Linked DNA regions of Rattus norvegicus: region 2 is linked to region 1. Evidence: chromatin contacts called from public Hi-C data. All regions are on one chromosome and are shown on one strand. Each heading gives the region's core, a stretch centred on a gene start, on an enhancer-like site or on the middle of the called end of the contact. The rest is flanking DNA. Distances are from core to core; before and after follow the strand shown.

The links. A called contact is a pair of places that touch in the nucleus more often than the background predicts.
Region 2: a contact with region 1 is called in a Hi-C map of Schwann cells, with 6 times the contacts expected there. The contact joins the enhancer-like site here to the promoter of Atp5mpl in region 1. A contact is called at or near these places in 5 of 12 Hi-C or Micro-C datasets (the A7r5 cell line, the Rat2 cell line, Schwann cells and 2 more).

Annotation. Positions count from the first base shown.
Region 1 is chr6:136,843,895-136,847,238 of GRCr8, forward strand. Atp5mpl (ATP synthase membrane subunit 6.8PL) reads right to left here and starts at 1,746. Exons shown (of 4, transcript NM_001402160.1): 1 at 1,666-1,746.
Region 2 is chr6:136,978,073-136,981,416 of GRCr8, forward strand. No RefSeq gene overlaps it. Among named protein-coding and RNA genes, the nearest start is that of Aspg, 18 kb to the right of the region's middle. Within about 2 kb of position 1,734, at least 13 of the 93 cell types and tissues checked have an H3K27ac peak or open chromatin away from gene starts, as enhancers often do. A contact at or near this core is called in Schwann cells, where this site is marked.

The DNA of each region.
Region 1 (3,344 bases), core at 496-2,995:
CTCAGAAGAGAGGGGCTACCTCTGTGAGTTCAAAGCCAGCCTGGTCTATACGATAGCCAGGGCTAAACAACGAGAACCTGTCTCAAAAACCAAAACAAAACGTCACCCCCGCCCCCCCCAACAACAAAATGGATCCAGAATGGTACCTGGTGCACAGTGAGCACTCAGTAAGTGATCAAATCAGTAACAAGGAATTGCTACAGAAACTCACTAGAAGGCAGCAATTCCTAGGCCACTGGGATTCTAAGAAAGTACTTAGAGAGGTTTCATCTCATAGGCTGAGGAGAAGTGTTAAGCTATATCAAGGCCAGCACGGTATCAGTGCCTGACTTTAATCCTAACCCTTGGAAGGTAGAGGCAGGCAGGTGGATCTTTCTCAGTTCAAAGCCAGCCTGGTTTATCTGCAAAGGGAGTTCTAGGACAGTCAGGGCCACTACACAGAAACCTTATCTTGACCTCCCCACACCCTGAAAAAGATGTGGGTATCACAGGAAAGTCTAGAAATGGTAAAGAGAAGGGTGTAAAGGGATGCCAGTGACCTTGGTATTCTGTTCAGGATCGAGGGATCCTGGCACTGTGTCCTTATTCTAAACTGCCACAGGTCCCCACACAGTGGAGGCCTGTTGGCCAGTACATTCACACACACCCCCTTTTGTCTCTTGCTCCTGGACTTCCCGTCGGTCAGTGTGGTTGTATTTGACCACACAAGTGACCTGTTCCCAGTATTCAGTAAGGCCTCTACTCTTCCCACCTAAGTCTCTCTGAGCAACCGAAATTTCCAGTTGCTAGTTTTACACCAGATTCAATAAAAGATCATCCTACTCGAAGGTCAAGTGGCTCCCTATGTCTGCAGAGTTTGTGAAAATTATAGTAATAGCAAGCTATTACCTGGCAGTACACTGGAAAGAGGGGACACGCAACAGTCTGAGGTTTATAATGTGGTTTTATACAGATTCAAACATTCGCTTTGCCAAAGCCTAACTTGGAAGAAAACTTGGTATAATGGAAAGAACCTTGAAGTGATGTTTCGTGGCTTGGATTCTAGCTGCATCCCCAACTAGCTGAGTAACTTGAGTAGGTAACAAGATGCTCACAGTTGATGGTGAGCATGCTTTTTTGCCAAAGTCCATAGTTAACAAAGGTCCATCCTGTGTCAGCACAAGGACATAGTCCTGGCGGAGAGGACCTCCACTAAAACCTAACTCCTGGGCTACTTCTCTGTGAGGATCATACTAGAGTTCCCATTCCTCCACGTCTTGTGGAATAATCCCTCTTTCAGCATAACGATTTGATGTTTGAGCACACCCTCGCAGATTCTTACTAGTCCAAGGGATTGACAACAGCCCCTCCCCCCAGACAATCAGGAAGACTAACTCCAGAAACACTTTTGTAGTGTGGAGAACTGAACACCGTGCACATCGCTGCCCTCTGCGTGAGTGAGCCCCGGACACCCTCGCACTCGGGCACTCCCTCCATCACAGTCCGGGGGAACCCCGTGGACCCTCCTTGAAGTTGGCGGCGTAGGGGCTGACCCAAGGTCAGTGTGGATCGCAGAGTCCCTCGCTTGCGTTCCGCGACCTACTTGGGCCCCACCGCACCAGGTCCCGGCCCCACTTCAGTCCCCGCGGTTGGGAACACACAAAAAAGCCCAGACCCCGCTCTTACCTCAGCGGGATCAAGGCCACACTAGATTCCGCGACAGAATGGGAAAGGTCACAGAGCACGCAGGCGCCGCGCGGAGCCTGCTGGGAAAGCGGAAGGAGCGGATACGCTAGACGCCCGCTGTGGGGTCTTTCGCGCCTGCGCACCACAGCGCCCCCGGTGGTCTCCCCGGTGTTGCAAGCTTGGGTGGGGGTTAATCAAAACCTAGAGGAGCTGGGAGAAGAAGCCATCTGTGTTTCTATGTGTTATAAAACTGACCAGATTTCCCAGGGTTTGTAGGTTTCCGGTTACACATGACTTTCAGTGCTGAAACCAGGACAGTAGATAATCCGGACAAATTGAGTTTAAAGAACAAAAAGCCCTTTTTGCATGGTTTATGCCTTTAATCCTAGCCCTCAGGAGACAGAAGCAGCAGGATTGTCATAAATTTGACTTTCACGCCAGCCTGAAAATCTAAACCAAAAGCCGCGTGTGTTGGCGGACGCCTTTTAACCCAGCACTCAGAAGGCAGAGGCAGGCAGATCTCTTGAGTTCAAGCCTAGTCTCTCTTAGTGAGTTCCAGGACAGCCAGAGAGCTACACAGTGAGAACCTGTCTCAAAAAACCAAAAACCAAAACAAAATCAAACCAGGCATAATGGCTCAGGTCTTTAATTCCAGCACAAGGTGGAGGGCAGAGGCACAGGGTGGAGAGTGGGACTGTGGGTCTATTGACCCACAAGCTGTGGCCTGGGCTACTTAGTGAGATTCTCAGAGTCCCCCATCCCCAAACAAACAAAAAGAGCAAAACAACAACGAAAAAGGAAACCCTCTTGAAAAAAAATTTTTTTTTTTGGAGACAGGTTTTTCTGTAACTTGTTACATAGACCAGGCTGGCTCAAATTCAGAGACTTGCCTGCCTCTGCCTCCTGTCTACTGGGATTAGAGGCGTGCACCGCTTTGCCAGGAGTTTGGCATTTCTTGCCATTTTCTTCTGCATTGCTACTTTTTGCTCTACATGTTTGGTTGAGCAGCCGTTCTGTGAGTAGTAATTATCCTTTAAAAACGTAAAGTGATGCAGACTGACTTCTGCAGGAGCTCTAGGGATCGAACCTAAGGGTTTGTTTTCTTTTTGCTTTTGTGTTTGTTTGTTTGTTTTTTAAGTAAGTGTGCTAGCCAGGTGTGTGGTGATATAATCCTAGCACTTGGGAAGTAGAGGTAGATGACCAGGGTTTGAAGAGCACCCCGGGACCCCATTTTTAAAAAAATGAAACCGAAACAAATGAACAAAAAAAATGTTCTTGCCTTTTTTTTTTTGGTTTTAAAAAAGATTTTCTAGGTGTATGAGTGTTTTGCTCACATCTATGTCTGTGTACCAAGTATGTGCCTGTTCACTCTGGGAAGTTAGAAGAGGGCGCTGGATACCCCGCAACTGGGATTATGGATGGTTTTGTTCTACCACACTGGTGCTGGGATTTGAACCTGCGTCCTTCGGAAGAGCGACAAATGCGATGAATCACTAAGGCATCTCTTCAGCCCCAGACTTCTGTTTAAGAAACGACTAAAATCGGGGCTGGGGATTTAGCTCAGTGGTAGAGCGCTTACCTAGGAAGCGCAAGGCCCTGGGTTCGGTCCCCAGCTCCGAAAAAAAGAACCAAAAAAAAAAAAAAAAAAAAAAAAAAAAAAAAAAAGAAACGACTAAAAT
Region 2 (3,344 bases), core at 484-2,983, 130 kb after region 1:
AAGGAAAGCAGAAGACACACACAGTTAAAACCCAAGTGAGGCTCTGGCACTAATATTAAAGAGGTGTAGACAGGACTCACCTAACAGCTGCAAGATGCCAGCAAATCAGAGTCCACACAAAAGGGCGTGGAGACAGCAGGATGCTGTGTCAGGAGGCTGGTCACATGACAGCATGGAGGAAGGGGGAAGGAAGGGAGGGAGAGGCAGGGAGGAGGCCTTTCAAGCTAGACCCCCTTAATGCCTGCTTTCAGTGACCTGCTTCTTCTCACCGGACCTCAGCCTTTGGAGTTCCCTTCGCCTCCCAATACTGTCAACCTTCTATCCGTCCTTAGACTCCTCACTGATGGCATCTTGGGACCCCAGAGCAGCAACCATTCCCCTTGGACGGCCTTTCAGATTCAAAGCATAAAAACTATATGGCTTTGTTTCAGAAAACACTTGCTAAGTAAAAACCCATCCCTTGATATAATGCTGACTGATACACCTTAAACTCACAAGCACAAGGTCAAATGGCAGGAAGAGGTTTTGGAGTCTGGGTACCTTAGCTGGGGTTTCCCAGGCATGTCTGCCCTATGGCCTCAGTTCTGTTGCAGTTGCTCAGAAGTCAGCACAGGGATTCCTGAAGCTGCAAGGAGAACGAGGTGGTGTAGTCTGCAGGGTGGACGGTGCAGTCTGCTGGGTGGACGGTGCAGCCTGTGCGGTGGACCGCAGCTGTCCTGATGCCTCCCTCACAGGCCACTCCCATCCCTGTTGTGCTCCTGGGTGGCCCCTCCTCTTTTCCCCACTTCCATCAGTCAGTGTTGCCTCTGGCAAACCACGCTTGGTTCTGGATAGACTTAAGCACCCCCCAGCTACCGGATGTGTATGCGCTGCCAGAATTAAGCAACATCCACTCACAATCATTTTATTGCTGGGAGGACCTCAGCTGAATGTTGTTGCCCTCGGCTGGCTGGTGCTGGCCTCCCCGAGTCAGGGACGTCGTGTTGGGCTGGGAGGAGTGAGCTGAAGTGCCTGACACCTAATTCAGACACGTGTGAAACTGGGGAAGGAATTACTGGAATGTGTGGGCGGCTGTCAGGGCAGAGGAGGCAGCAGGTCTGTGTCCGGGAATGGCTGGGATGTATGTAGCAGAGGAGGCAGCAGGTCTGTGTCCGGGAATAGCTGGGATGTATGTAGCACGCTACAGAAGGAGCAGGAACAGTACAACTATCACAGAGACAAGGCCTCTTCCTCAGCCTGGACCCCCAGAGCCACCCTGGCAACAGCATCCTGGGGCTGGTTGCCATGGAGATGTCAAAGTGCTGTGTTCAGACATGGCAACGACCTGTTAATGTAAAAATGGGTTATGGCATTGGAGTGACAGCAGTTCACAGTGACTAGCAAGTACAGAAATAAGTCACCTCAAATGCAAATACGTTTAGGGAAAAGAAGTACAAGACGAACCCAGCTTTCTGCAAAACGAAGGACTCACGGGTACCACCACACCGCTGACAACAAGAGCCTTCAGCCTGGGGAAGCTCACAGCTCGGCCCTTGGAGCACAGCCGTGGGACTGTGCACGCAGAGCTTCCAACCCGGCCTCGACCTGCTCTTGATTCAGTGGGTGTGGGGGGCTTTGAAGGAAGGTCGATGGTCAGCTGGGAAGAGTAGGCGGGGGTGGGACAGGCTGAAGTGATTCTGAGAATGTGTGTGGAGACTCCCGGCCTGCCACGTGCTTGGCCAAACAGGGTGTCTGGGCTGTGGGCCAAAGGGAGGGAAAGCTGGGGAGACACAGAGCACAGGACGACACTGGGTCTCTCTCACCATCTGGAAATGTCTGCCCTGGACATTCCAGTCCCAGTACGGCCGAGGAATGCATGGCATACAAGGAGGCCGACAAAATGCCAGGAAAAGGCCATAAAATAGTGAGGATGGCCAGGCCTGCCACCCTAGCTGCTTTCCAGTCGGGGGCAGGAGGATTACAAGTTCCAGGTCATTGTGGCTTGCAATATTTTTTTCCTTAACATTTGTGAGAGATTAACATAAAGTGACGGTGCTTGACTGAAAGGGACACGTGGTCAATGAGAATTTAGAAACCACATTTTCATCATAGTCCATTTAAAATTATGCCCATGAATAATAAAAATGTAACCTCCCTCTTTCAAGTTTGGAAGTTATATGCTAAGAGCATGTTCCTAGACCACTCTTGGATCGAGGAGGAGATCACAGAGTATAATTACAGCCAGCGGGAGGAAGTGAGACCTTACATGACTAACGTGCGAGATGCCCAGGCTGAAAGAGACCCACCACACACTCTAAAACTCAAGGAAACGATTGCCGATGTGAGATGTATCTGAGGATGCGGGGCTAGCAGTGAATGGGGCTAAGTATGTCAGGACCCAGGTCCACAAACAGAGAAGGCCCTCGCTGGTCTGATTTAAAGCCAGGGCACCCAGACTATGCTGATGCCTCACACTTCCAAGGCCAGCCAATCGCCTGGCGCCATCGTCAGAAGTGCTGAATGTCGTCTACCAGGAAGCTCCAGGCTCCCAGTTTGGCACAGCCCGCCATGTTTGTCCCACAGCATAAGCACCCATATGTATATGGGGAGAGAGCGTCTTACCGAGAGCAATGAAGCAAATCTGGACAGGAAGAGTGAACCATCGGTTCTCCCAATTAGGGGTTCTCCCAATGAGTGGGCAAAGGCAATGCAGTTCTAACCTAATTAGAATCCCAGTGGGTTGGTGGTCAGAACTGGGTAAAACCGTCTTAAAGGCTGTATGGTGTGAGCCTCCGTTCCTCCCAGGCTGCCTATTCAGATGCTGAAACTCAAAGTCAGCCTTGACTCAGGCCAGCTCCCCCCACCAGAAACGGAGAGCCAGGCCTGGAGGCCCATGTCAGCAACCTCAGAACTCGGAGGCTGCCTCCGGCAGAGCCCAAATCTGAGGCCAGCCTTCCAGATACAGCAAAGGCAATTAACTCAGAGGAGGTATGAGCGCTTAAATTATAAAACAAGACTTGGCTGGGGACGTCGCTCAGCTGGTAGAGTGCTTGCCGAGCATGAAAAGCCCCAGAGTCTGTGAGGGCCCAGCCCTGGGGGCGGGTGGGGGTGGGGGTGGCAGATATCTGAGTTCTAGGCCAGCCTACTCTACAGATCTAGGTCCAGGACACCCAGGGCTACACAGAGAAAGCCTGTCTTGAGAAGAAAGAAAGGAAAAAAATGAAGGAAGAAACAAAAAGAAAGAGGAAAAAGAAAGAAGAAACTTTGAGTCTGACCCCAGCACCGCGTAAACTGGAGATGGTGGTGCTCACCTGTGCTCGCACTATGGACGCAGAGGCAGGAGGATCAGAGAAGTTCCAAGTCCT